Regions from separate parts of the Sus scrofa genome. Here all the other regions are linked to region 1. A link is a contact called in public Hi-C data. All regions are on one chromosome and are shown on one strand. The core of a region is the stretch at or near the end of the contact, and the rest is flanking DNA. Distances in the headings are between cores, read along the strand shown.

Region 1 (4,209 bases), core at 622-3,121:
GGTGACCAGATCATGTTTCCAGGTGAATTCCCACCCCCAACCCCAACTCCCAAACTCCTAGAGATTTGGGTGGGGCAGCAGGGGAGAAATAGAGCAGGGAGCTGCTGGGAACAGGAAGCTTGAAACAGGGCCAGCTTCTGTCCTAGATAAGACTGTGGATGCCCTACTTGGGCCAGTGCTGGAGCTCCCTGGTGGCTTAGGGGTGAGTTGGCTCCTAGAAATTGACTGAGGCTCAACTATAATCAGCTCATCCCACTAGGTACATTCATGAGAGTCTCTAGATCTCCCCTCATCTGTATCGCCATAGATGGCATTTACTGAGCACTTACTGGACACAGTCTGAGCCAGGTGGGAGGAGTTCTGGCTGCCACTTTGCATTGTTTTAGGGACCCTGAGATCCTTCCTGGAAAGCTGGCTCCCCAACTTGCTGTGTGATGGACACATGGCAACTGAGGAATTATCCCTCCCAGGGCTCAATTTCTCCAGCTGTAAAATGGGCCTGCTAAACGAGCCACCTGCGGGCTATCAGGCAGAACAAATGAGAACCTGTGAAGCTGCTTAGAAAGTAAAAGGCAAGGTGCAGTGTCATTTTATGGAATCAAAATTTGGGCCCAGGTGGTTCTGTGCTTCAGTTTCCCAGTCGGTGGAGGAAGAAGAATACCGGTTCCTATCTACCACGTGTGTGGTGAGGATTCTGTGAGATAGATCTTACAAAGAGCTCAGCACTATGCCTGGTAATACATAGTAAGGGCTCCACAGATCTCAACTGTGATGGCAAAAATCCACCACTGCCAACAATATGAATTGGAGTAAAACACTCTGGAGTGTCGCTTCACCTCTCTTAGCCTCAATTTCCTCTGTAAGGTGGGAGTATAATGATAGTACCTGCTACATCAGTTTCCTCATCTGTAAAATGGGGGTGATAATACCTACCTCACAGGATTGTGTATAAGGATTAAGAAAAGTACTCAGTTACACTAGTGCTAGTGTCTTTTATCATCTTTATTATTTTTAACAAATTCCTCATTGAGCGTTTCCAAAATGAAGTGAAACAATGCAGACAGTGCACCTAGCTTGTGCTACCAAATATGTGCTCAATAAAATGGTACTGGGTTTTCACTCCTGTTTCCCGAAAAAAGGAACTACAAATACCAGCATGCCCTCTGGCCCCAGTCGGGGATCCTACGATCGGCGCCGGTGCGCTGCATGACGGGAGTTGTAGTCCTTGAGACGCAGACCCCGCCTCGCCCCGGCTTGGGGGAGGAGGTTGGAGAGCCGCCCTGCCGGCCTTTGAATTTTGCCGCGAAAAGCGCGCGTGGCGGCCCCCGGCCCCGCCCCCCGCAGGACGCGGCTCCGCGTCACCCTGGTAACCGCCTCTTGGCCGCCGCTGATTGGGCCAGACCTTAGGGGGCGGGCAGGGGGCGAGACGCGGCTGCCGCTGCCGGCGTTAGAGCCTGTCAGTCGGGCCGGAGCGGAGCAGCGGGCGGGACAGCCGGGCTGGTGACTCCGCGAAGAGGCTCTGCGCGGCGCCCGGGGGAGGCGAAGAGCCGGGTACGCCGCCTGTAGGGCGCGGCGCGCGGCACCTGGGCACGAAGCGAGACGAGGCGCTGGCGTGCGTCAGGCGGTGAGAGGCTGAGGCCCCGGGAGCCCCCGCGCGCCGCCCGGGGCCAGGGGCGCGTGAGAGCCCAGCGCGAGCCGTCCCTGCTGCAGCTCCGGAGCTCGCACGCCCAGTGCACCATCCTCCGGGCCGTCTCCACATCCACCCTGCGCCACCTGGACTGGTTATTTCTCGGCGCCGAGGCCCCCGGGGCTGCACCCGAGCCTCCACCGCCCGCTGCCACCACAGCGGCTTGCCGCTGCTCTCCGGCTTCCCCTCCCCCAACACCCGGGGCTCCGAGCAGGAGGAGGAGGGGCTGGTGCATTCTCGCCGCCGTTCTTTGCAACCTGCGGGGGCCGGTGCATGCCCAGCGAGGAGCCGGGCCGCTGCAGGTGCGTTCAACCTCAGAGGAGACGACCCCCCCCACCCCAGGCGAACCTGGGGGCTGCAACCCACCGGCAGGCGGTCGAGCGAGAGGAAGCAACAAAGACAGGCTGCAGCTGGGGCCGGCGAGAGGGGCCGCGGCCGCCGGGCTCCTGGTGCGGGCGGAGAGGGCGCCCGGGGGAGCGGCGCCGGGCGGAGCTGCAGCCCTAAGCTGGACCCGGAGGGGAGGCACAGCGCCGCCCGCCGGACGCGGTGAGCACAGGCCCCGGGGAGGATGCGCTGCCTGAGCGCCCGCGCGGCCCGGGTCGCGGGCGGGCGCGACCCCCACTGAGCCGAGAGAATCCCCACCCTCGACTTCGGACGGCGCGAGCCGGCGCCTGGATCGACCTCACCGACAGCGTTCTTTCCCACCTAGAGGGAGGCATCGGCCCCCAAGGGGGGATTCCTCAGGCAGCCTTTGCCACCTCTGCATGGCTGCGACCCGGCGAGAGGAGAGTTGTGGCCGCTGAGACCTGGTGTCCTTCGACGGCCTGGCTGATTCGGTGAGTTCCGCGGGGCAGGGTTCCGGGGCAGAGCTGGGGGCACCCGCTGGGCTGGCGTCGGGGCAGCCGGATTGAAAAAAAGAGGCCCTGGGCTGTTGGGGATCCTGAAGCAGCGATGCCCCTTGTCTTACCCTCCCCCCCGCCCCCACCTCCCCACACACAACTTGCCTAGTCCGGCCTCCCGGCCGGAGCTGACCCTGGAGGCCCGTCGTGAGGACTCCGGTGGAGTTCTGGGTGGGGCGTGTGCTGGAGAGGAAAGGTCACCCCACCTCTAAAGCCAACAAAGGTAGCAGCTCAGTCATCTGAAAATTCCCTGGCAACTCTAGCATCTTAGAGGGGTTGGGGGGGCTCCCAGAATGGGACACCTTGGGCTTCTCCCAACTAGCCTCTGAAATCTTCCAGGGACATCAGCTTAGAGAGGTACTGCAGAGTCCCGACCACGCAGGTGGCTGTATTGAGGATTGTGCTGAGGCTAGGCAGTAGCAGGGTCCCCCTTACCGCCGGCGTTCCTACCAAAAACTCGCAGGAAAGAGGGGTTCCCCAGTGGGGCCACGGCTGTGACGTCACTGCCAGACCTCTGATGTCACTGGGGTTGCCTTGGCGACGTGACTTGTCTGCACACCCCCTCCCCCAGGCCGGAGGGGGCAGAGTGGTGGTAACCTGGAATGAGGCTGGATGCCTTTGGGTAGTGGAGGGGTGAAAGCGACTTTCCCCACCCCCACCTGCAGTCCTCTGACCTAAATCCTCAAAGGGGTAGGGAGGGAGGCAATGCCAGCTGTCCCTGCTGTGGCTCCTCCCCGCAAAGACAGGTGTTCAGCTTTGCCCCTGTAGCCTGGCAGTGCCTGGGGGCGCAGGACTCCGGAGTAGAGCAACTTTCTGCTTTCAAAAGGGGTGCTGCAGAGATCTCCCTGCACCCCAGCCAGCACGCTGGAGTTCCCAGGGTCCCCAGAGAGATGCCGGCCCCTAGCCCTACTTGTGCCCAGGAAAGCAGGGGTGACCTGCCCTCAGCCAGGGAAGGTGCAGAGGAGCTGCTGCTTGCTGCCCCTCCAGTCCAGGGCTTCCCCTGCTCCTCAACTCCCAGATGACCGCCCTTGGCCAAGCCTGAAATCCCAACTGCCCCACTCTCCTCTCAGTGTTTAGATGGTTTTGACAAGCATAGTGTGGTGCTTATTAAGTGAATGGAGGGCCAGTCAGGCCCATCAGGGCTAAGATCTGAGTGAGCCTGCCCACATCAGCTTTGATGTGGGTCAGGTGCTGGCCCTCTCCACCCCACCACACCCCAGCCCTGGCCCCAATCCTTGTGAAGGCCCAGAGAACCCCTAGCCAGCATCCTGCTGCTGGCTTTTTGATTCCTCGTCTAAGTTTCTTCCAGCAATTGCTGCCAGTGTCAGATGTGGGTGAAACTGCTGTGATCACATTTCTAGGAAAAGGTTAGAGCACTGTGTCATTGCTTCAGTGGCATGGGGTGGGGTGACAGCAGAGGGGAGTGTGTGGGGGGGTCATTATGAGAAGCCAGGCCCCAGTCTCTACGCAGTGAGCATCTTTCCCCCTTTCCCCCCCGCCCCATTTCAGGCTCTCTAGCTAAATTAACAGGTCAATAAATATCGGTGGAGCCGCTTTGGGGGGCTTGGCAGGGAGAGGATATTTCCAGCTGAAATGGTGTCGTTAAACACACAGGCTTCCAAG
Region 2 (4,209 bases), core at 945-3,444, 240 kb after region 1:
TTCTTAACCTGGCTTCTAAGAAGACAACAAATGGGCTTCAGAAACGTCTATGATTCCACTGAAAAATCGTAACATAAATTCTCTGTGAAAGAGTAATTATGTGTGCATTTTCTGGCAAGAAGGCCTTAGCATTCATCAGAATCTCAAAGGGGTCCCTAACCCTAAAGGTAACTTTCATAGGGCTTTGCAGAAAAGACAGCACAAATTCCTGGCTGCTCAAGTTCAGAACATTTCAAGGTAGCCTAATTATATTCAAAACAGGAAGGAAGTGACTCAAGTCTCTGTAGATTAGGCATATGAGACAACAACTAAAATGAAACAATGGAAGAGAAAATGTTCTGAAATGCACAAAATGCTGCAGAGGTGCAAGATAGTGTTTAGTGTAGCAAGGGAGCTGCAGTTTTTCCTTTGCCTCATACCACCCACTGAGAAGCACAGAAAATGCATTTCAAGAGGAAGTTTGAATCTAGACTCATAAGAATCAAACATCACAGAAGGTTCAACCGAAAAGAGGCAAGAAAATAAGGAAGTGGAACAAATAACATTTTTAGAGAATACGATGGAGTTTGTATAACACATTAACTTGGTTTCTAAAACACCTCTTTTTAAACTCCTCCACCCGTCTCCCTATCTTCAAAGGAAACCGGTAACCCCACTTACATTATAGAGGCCATGAAATAACCACATAAGGTTTGAATTATCATAGTACTATTTAAAAATCAGTCTCCACTTCCATCTGACAAGACAAAGTTTGGAACAGTCGCAAAAACACTGGTGCGCAATGGTTTCATTAAGATTGTTTACTGGATGCTGTGGTGCCATTTTACCTTTTGAATTACTTCAAATTCAAAGCAGAAAAATACAAGCACTGAGAACAGTACAGAGACCTGTCAACTCAGTTCCAACTGCTAAGACGAAAACTACACATGGGAGGTTTAGTTTTGGCCTTTCAGTGCTGCCATATGCCTATATTGCCTAAATGCCCAAATGGGTCTACTTGTCAGTGATGTGGTGTGTGTTGGTTTTGTAAGCTGTAATTAATGCATGATTTAGAAATTCAACTATAGTTTTAAGGGACTGTAAAGGTTCTGTACACAATAGGGGAAAAAAATTTAAATGAGATGATGCTAAGAATATTCACTGAATCTTCCCTACCGCTAAGCACCATACTCCCCATTATCCCCATCGGAAAAATGAGGAAATGAAGACTCGGCCAAATGAAGTCACCAGCCCAAGGTCACCCAGAGGGAACATCTAGTTTGAACTCAGACGGTTCAGATCTCAGAACCTGAGCCAAGCATTGCCTCCCAAGTGCAGGTGGCGTTTGCAAGACCCCGACATCCTGGAGACTCTCTGCCGTGGAGCGGGAGTCGGGATGCCAGAAATGGCGAAATCGTCCATGGGGGTCCTCTGGCGAGTCTCAGTGGAGGGAAGGGGTGAGCGTCGCCCACTACCAGCAGGGCGCCTCCGGGGACGGGGGTCTTGGGTGACTGTGGGAAGGGGGTGGTGACACCTGCAGTCTCTGGGGGCCGCAGCCGGGAAGACGCTCGCATTTTACTTCTGTAATTGGCCTTCCTGTGGATTGCCCAAGCCCCTTCCTGTTAGGAAAGCGGCTCCGACCCCACCGCCTCCCCGGACGGCCTGGGACAGAGTGAACGAAAGGGAAAGGAGGGGCGGGAGGGCGGCGGCCCCCTGCCCGCCCGGCTCTGACAGGCCAGGGGCAGGTTCTGCCCCAAGACCGCCCCCCTTCCTCCTCGTCGTGACCCCAGGCATGGGATGCAGAGGTCGACTGCCGGGACCCGCCCGGCTCGAGGGGCGGCCCCGGGGCAGGGGTCCTGGCCAGGAGAGCTGAGGGGAGCGGGCCCGGCTGATGAGACTCACCTGGCCCGCTGCAGTCAGCGCACACTTCGCTGCTCCGGAGCCGCTTCGACATGGCTCCCGCCTCCCACCTGCCGGGAACCTGGGGCCCCGAGACAGCGAAGGCGGCGGCGGCGGCGGCGGCGGCGGAGGCGCTTCCGCTCTAACGGGTCCCAGCGGCGGCGCTGGCGGCAGCGCCTCTCCCTGAGCGCCTCGCAGCCGCGGCCCAGCACGCACGCGCGGGGAGGCACCCTTTGGCAATAGGCAGATCATGTGACCGGAAAGGGCACGCTGCCCTGTCGCCATATTGAGTGAGGGCAAGGATCTTCCGTCCTGCTTCCAAATTTTCTGTAATTTGTCTCCCTCTCCAGAAGAAATTCGCTTCTTCCCAGCACTGATTAATACCAAATCTAGTAACCAGAAGTCTGCAGCTGCAACCTGCCTGAGGTAATCAGTAGTCAAGTCATTTCGCATAACTTTGGCCAAGTTCATTTATATATTCTTTCCTTTATTCAGCAAATTACACACAGTGTTCCAAGCAGTGAAGAAAGAGTAGTGAGCCAAGAGGACAAAATTTCCTGTCTTTATGGAGCTAACATTCAATTGTGCTAGATCTACAATAAGTAAAATAAGGGTATATTATGTGTTTCCTTATGCTGCAGTTTTAATATAATCTGCTAGAGGAAGATAATGTGTATCTACCGCTAGCCTACAATTTTCTTTTGTATGGCTTGCACCTAAAAATGATTTTCATAGTTTTATTTTTTTGTTTTTGTTGTGTTTTGGCATGTGGAAGTTTCAGGGCCGGGATGGAACTGGAGCCATAGCAATAATCGAGCCACAGCAGTGACAACTGAGTCCTTAATTGCTCGGCCATCAACTCTTAATTTTTACTTGTTTTGTTGTTTTTTAGGCCATATGGAGGTTCCCAGGTTAGGGGTAAATTGGAGCTACAGCTGTCAGCCTACACCACAGCCATAGCAATGCGGGATCCCAGCTGCACCTGTGACCTACCCACTAGCCCACAGCAACACCAGATCCCGGACCCACTAAGCGAGGCCAGAGATCAGACCTGCATCCTCAGGTTTACTGGTTGGATTCCTTTCCACTGCACGACACAGGGAACTCCTAATTTTTACATTTTTGAAGGATTGTAAAGAGGAAGGAGAAGAGGGAAAGGATGAATATTTAACAAAACTCATATATGAAACGTATAGCTAAATATTTACTGTCTGGCTAAGAACAAATGGAATAATTCACAGAAGAGTGTGGTATGCTTGCCTCAGAGTGAACCCTCATTAATAGTAGCCTCTTGAAGTTCCCGTCGTGGCGCAATGGTTAACGAATCCGACTAGGAACCATGAGGTTGCAGGTTCAGTCCCTGCCCTTGCTCAGTGGGTTCACGATCCGGCGTTGCTGTGAGCTGTGGTGTAGGTTGCAGACTCGGCTCGGATCCCACGTTGCTGTGGCTCTGGCGTAGGCCGGTGGCGCAGCTCCAACTAGACCCCTAGCGTGGGAACCTCCATATGCTGCGGGAGCGGCCCAAGAAATAGCAAAAAGCAAAAAAAAAGTAGCCTCTGTTATTATTGGAATTTGATATTACTATTATTTCTTAATCACAATTTTGAGGATAACGATAGATAACCTAATATACAGGATGGTATGAGATAAACGCAATGAAGTGAGTTTAATCAGTGTGATAGAGAGCAGAGGTGTGACCCTAATGCTAATGAATATTTTGTGTATTATATGTAAACCCAACTATGATCTCCATTCAGCAAATGTTCGATGCCTATCATGGGCCAGGTATTTGTTTTGCTTTGTTTTTTTTAATTTATTTTTATTTATTTATTTTTGCCTTTTTGCCTTTTTCTAGGGCCCCACCCACAGCATATGGAGGTTCCCAAGCTAGGGGTCTAATCAGAGCTGTAGCTGCCAGCCTACACAGCACCTCGGGATCTGAGCCGAGTCTGTGACCTACACCGCAGCTCAAGGCAATGCCAGGTCTTTTTTTTTTTTTTTTTTTTTTTTTTTTGTCTTTTTGTGTTTTCTAGGGCCGCTCCTGTGGCATTTGGAGCTTCCCAGGCTAGGAGTCTAATCGGAGACGTAGCCGCCAGCCTATACCAGAGCTATAGCAACACGGGATCCAAGCTGGGTCTGCGACCTACACCACAGCTCACAGCAACGCTGGATCCTTAACCCACTGAGCAAGGCCAGGGATCAAACCCACAACCTCATGGTTCCTAGTCGGATTCGTTAACCACTGAGCCACATGGGGAACTCCCGGGCCAGGTATTATTTTGACTTTAGGTACTCTGGTGAACAGCCATTGTGAAGTTCTCCAACTAATGA
Region 3 (4,209 bases), core at 817-3,316, 140 kb after region 1:
GTCCTCTGAGCAGCATCAAAGCTGCCTTCAGTTGAGAAAGACTAGCTTAAAATGATTCTGAATTCCGAATCCTTGTTTGGGACAAATGTTTAGAGAGGTAAAAGGGGGCAAGACTGTCACAGAAATAGAGAACGCCCCAACGCTAAAACCAGACAGCTCCCAAGCTCCTGCCTAGAAGAGATTCAGTGTTATCACAACACAGTGATATCAATAACAAGAATGTTTTGTTAACAAGTACTGATGGAGCACCTACTGGGTGCCAGCAACTGTTCTGGGTACTGGGGATGTAGCAGTGGACATAAAAGACCCAGGTCTGAGAATCACACCAACCAGCCCACGGTGCTCACTCAATATGGATTAATCAATCATCTATTCTATGAAAGAAACAAAACAGAATCCAAGAACTTGTATAACAACCACTCCAAGAGCTAAGATCTATTTGGCAATTAAAGCCTCAGAATTTTACACACACCACCTCATTCATTTACTCCTCGCTGCTAGCCTAGGAGATCATCATGCCCACTTCACAGATGGGGCCGCTGAGGCTCAAGAGGTGGAGGAGGGGATTGGGGATACACCTCCAAGTAGCCACAGCCACCCCAGAGCCCACAGCACTGCAGGAACTAATGCCCACAGCAAGCCCTGGTCACCCACTAGGGAGTAAAAGGAGTGACCACCTTGGTGCCACATCCCTTCAGTCCAAGCCAGTGTCAAGGTCCCATGAGTTTGCGGGCTTCAGCTGGACTCTGCCCTGGGGACTGGTCTCTTCCTGGGAGGCCACCAAGTGAACCAGCAGGGCGGGGCACTGGGCAAGCCCACATGGAAGACAAGAAAGCTGAGCTCAGGTTGCACCCTTTACTCAGGACCAGAAAGGCAAAGGGCAGGGGTAGATGGTACTGTCTTCTATTTCCCATTTTCCGTCCTGGGCATGGGCTGGGCTGAGGGACAGGAGAAAGGAGGGTCTGCAACCAACTTAGTGCCGCCTCCAGGGCTCCTATGACCTCCCAGGGCAGGACACATGGGGGAGGGGTCTTTTTCTTTTAGAGTCCATGCCAGGCATCCAGTGTCTGATGTCACCACACAGAGCAGCCCCCCCTGGTTCAGACCCCCTATTCCAAGCAGAGGGAAAACTTTAGGTGATTCTCCCCAGGAAAGGGCTCCAGAGTTTTGCAAATCCATCTTCAAAAGCCCTCTCCTCATCTTGACAGGCTTCCTGCCCTTGGAGTGGGGGTAGGGGTGGGTGTCTCTGATCTGGAATGAGGGAATTCTGAGGAAAGAAGGGTTCTCAAGGAAGGTTCCATGAGGAAGAGGCTGGGAGACACAAAAAAGTGGGGTTTATTAAGTGAGGGGATTCGTTTTAAGGGGAGCTATTTGAGAGAAGAAGGGGATGATGGGGTGATGAATGAAGGACTTGGGGGGAAGGGGGGAGATGGAGAATTGGGGATTTAGAAGAGTAAGGGGTGTTTGTGGGGAGATGGACGATTGGGGTGCACAGGGACTGAAAAACTGCCGCGGTCTGAAGGATATGTTGGAATGTGAGATGTCTGGGGAGACAGAGGGTTTGGAGATGTCTGAGAAAAAATGAAGGATGTGATACGTTCCGGGGAGAGAGCATTTGGAAGCGGTCTGGAACAGGGGAGATCTGGGGTGCCTGAAGGAAAAAGGGATCTCGGACGCCTGGGGAAGTAGGAGTTGGGGTGTCCAGGAAAGGGATGGTTTGGCAATGCTCGGGAGGATGCAGGCGCCTGGGAGCGCTCTGGGACAGGACTGCCGGCCAGCTCCCCCTTTCACCCTCGCTCACCAAAGAAGGGAGGCAGGTGAGACACCGCCTCGAGGAAGGGCCCGGTCTCGATCTGCTTGTCAGCGGGCAGAGGCTTCAGCAGGTGTTCCGCCAGCAGCGCCATTTCGGGGTCGAGGCCCGCGGTGATGCCCCAGCCGGCGCCGCGGGCGTCCACGCCGCCCCCCGGGCCGCCGCCGTCAGCGCCGGGGCCGTCACTGCCGCCAGCCGCAGGCCCAGGGGACGCCAGCGTCGCCACTTCCGCCCGCGCCGCGCCCCGCGTAGCCGAGCGCTCAGCGCCTCCCGCAGGCCGAGCGCCTTAGCTGTCCGGCGCGCCACACCAACCCCTCTGGCCCAATCAGAGCCCGCCTCCGCGGACCTCTGCGCCGCCATTGGTTGGGGGGCGGGGCCAGCTCTCCTGGCGCGGAAGCGCGCGGACTCTTGGGTCCAGGTACGCCCAGGTGAGCCGCTCCTTGGTGGCCTGTTCCCAGCTGTGTTTCCTGCCGTCCCCAGACGGGCTGGCTCAGGCCAGGTCCTCGCCTGATGAGGACGTGGACCTGCCCAGGTCATATCTCATCCACCCGCCCAGGTTACAGTCCAGTCAGCCTAGTGTCCCTCAGGACATCTGTTTCCCCTCAAACAGAACCTATTCTCCAACAGCCCCAAGTGACTTTTTGGACACTGTTCTGTTTACAGTTTTCTATTTAGCTACAACCAGTGAGGACGCTTGATTCTTCTTCAGAGATCTTATACCTATTGGACACTGCTCAAGTCACAATTTAACTCAGCCCATGCCTAACTAGGACTCCTGTTTCCTGAAATCTGGGAACCAGTGTTACTTCAACAGTCTGATATTACCCATTAGCCTCAGGCCAGTTTACAGTCCAACTCAATCGCCACCTAACCTGCTCTTGTTTCCCCAAACCAGACCTCACCCCAATAGCCCATAGTACATGCTTGTCCACTTCTGCTACAACCCACCTAGGGGCTTGTGTCCTAAAAGCCAATGCCTACCTGTTCCAAATATCTAGCATGCAGTTGTTGAGAGCTTCTAAGTCATTCCAGAATAAATAGTTCATCATGCCCTAACTATATGCCATGCACTGTACTAGGCATTGAGGATAAAGTGATGAACAGTACAGAGAAATCCCTCTTCCTATGGGGTTGACATTCTAGTCAAGGAGACAACACAGCACAATACAATACTATACAACATGATACAGTACTAAGAAATATAAATAAATAAGACAATATTGGATACTGATAAGTATAAATGAAGAAAATAAAACAGGATAGAGTGACGGGATGACAGAGGGCATGGCTGGGATAGGATGTAGGGAGTTAGGGGCAATAAGTATCTATGAAGTGGTGACATTTGATCCAAGACCAGAAGGAGAAGTAGGAAATAGCCAAAGTGGCTGGCACATGTGCAAGCAACCGGGGGAACCAGGAAGAGGATGGGAGTGGAGTGGAGTGAGTGGAAGAGGCAGAGTAGTGGAGGGATAGGAAATGAGCTCAGAGAGGTGGCAAGGGTTTGTTGGGTATGGAGGAGGGTATAGAGTTTGCATTTTATCCTAAGGGCTATGAGAAAGCACCAGTATCAGAAAAATAATTGCTAGGCCTTATTCAATATTTTCAAGTCAATCTTTTAGGAGGCAGACGGGAGAAGAGGTTGTTCCACACCAAGGGCATGATCCACGTACAATCAGGAAATGAGAGGGTCTGGGGGAGACAAGGCTATCATCACTTGCTACTCATAACACCAAACCTGACATGCCCCAACAAGTCAAATCTCCCATTGATAGGAGCCCAAGCCATCAAATTTGACTTGTTCCCACCCTGCCCAACCTCACCACCTCAGGCATCCTGAGATATCATCTCCTTGAAGCATCTCTCACCAGCCCGCCCAGCACCTTGACCCAGTGCCAGAACCCTACCCATCTTTCAGACACCTCCATTAATTCCACAGAGAGATCACAACCCACATGGGGACCTCCAGCCTCAGATAACACTCTGATTTCTCAAGGTGTTCCATCACAGCCAAACCACCAGAAACCATGGCTGATACAAAAAATTCAAGTCTAGAAGTGTTGTCTTGTCGTGGAACATAGGTGTGATGTGCTGAGATAGGTCGTTGCTCTGAGTTAACGCAGTGTCTTGAAAGTTCATCCATCTGTCTACTCACCCATCCATCCAACAGATATTTTAAGTGCCTGCTCTGGGGTGGATTTCCATAGCTTATGGCAGGGGTTGCACTGGTCCCAGGAGCCAGCTTGGCAGTATAAATGGATGTTGAGGGTTGAGTGTTATACAATAAGGAGTGATGGAGACTGTGGAGAAGTGGGGATCACACAGACCATCTAAAGGACACTGTGGCTATTCACCTGGCCACTCATTGCACAAAGTTATTAGCTTTCCAGATTTCTCAAGGG

What was found. Hi-C and Micro-C count contacts between places; a contact is called where the count stands out from the background.
Region 2: a contact with region 1 is called in a Hi-C map of liver, with 5 times the contacts expected there. The contact joins the promoter of ANKRD13A here to the promoter of FAM222A in region 1. A contact is called at or near these places in 1 of 5 promoter capture datasets (liver) and 2 of 47 Hi-C or Micro-C datasets (heart right ventricle and liver).
Region 3: a Hi-C map of alveolar macrophages shows a contact between it and region 1, with 2.3 times the contacts expected there. The contact joins the promoter of GLTP here to the promoter of FAM222A in region 1. A contact is called at or near these places in 4 of 47 Hi-C or Micro-C datasets (alveolar macrophages, heart right ventricle, liver and 1 more).

What each region holds. Positions count from the first base shown.
Region 1 is chr14:41,231,521-41,235,729 of Sscrofa11.1, reverse strand. It overlaps FAM222A (protein FAM222A), which reads left to right and starts at 1,871. Exons shown (of 4, transcript XM_021072447.1): 1 at 1,871-1,989; 2 at 2,397-2,523.
Region 2 is chr14:40,993,867-40,998,075 of Sscrofa11.1, reverse strand. ANKRD13A (ankyrin repeat domain-containing protein 13A) reads left to right here and starts at 2,194. Exons shown (of 15, transcript XM_021074290.1): 1 at 2,194-2,304. It overlaps GIT2 (ARF GTPase-activating protein GIT2), which reads right to left and starts at 2,090. Exons shown (of 18, transcript XM_003483442.4): 1 at 1,882-2,090. The coding sequence starts at 1,933.
Region 3 is chr14:41,089,490-41,093,698 of Sscrofa11.1, reverse strand. GLTP (glycolipid transfer protein) reads right to left here and starts at 2,066. Exons shown (of 5, transcript XM_021072515.1): 1 at 1,802-2,066. The coding sequence starts at 1,904.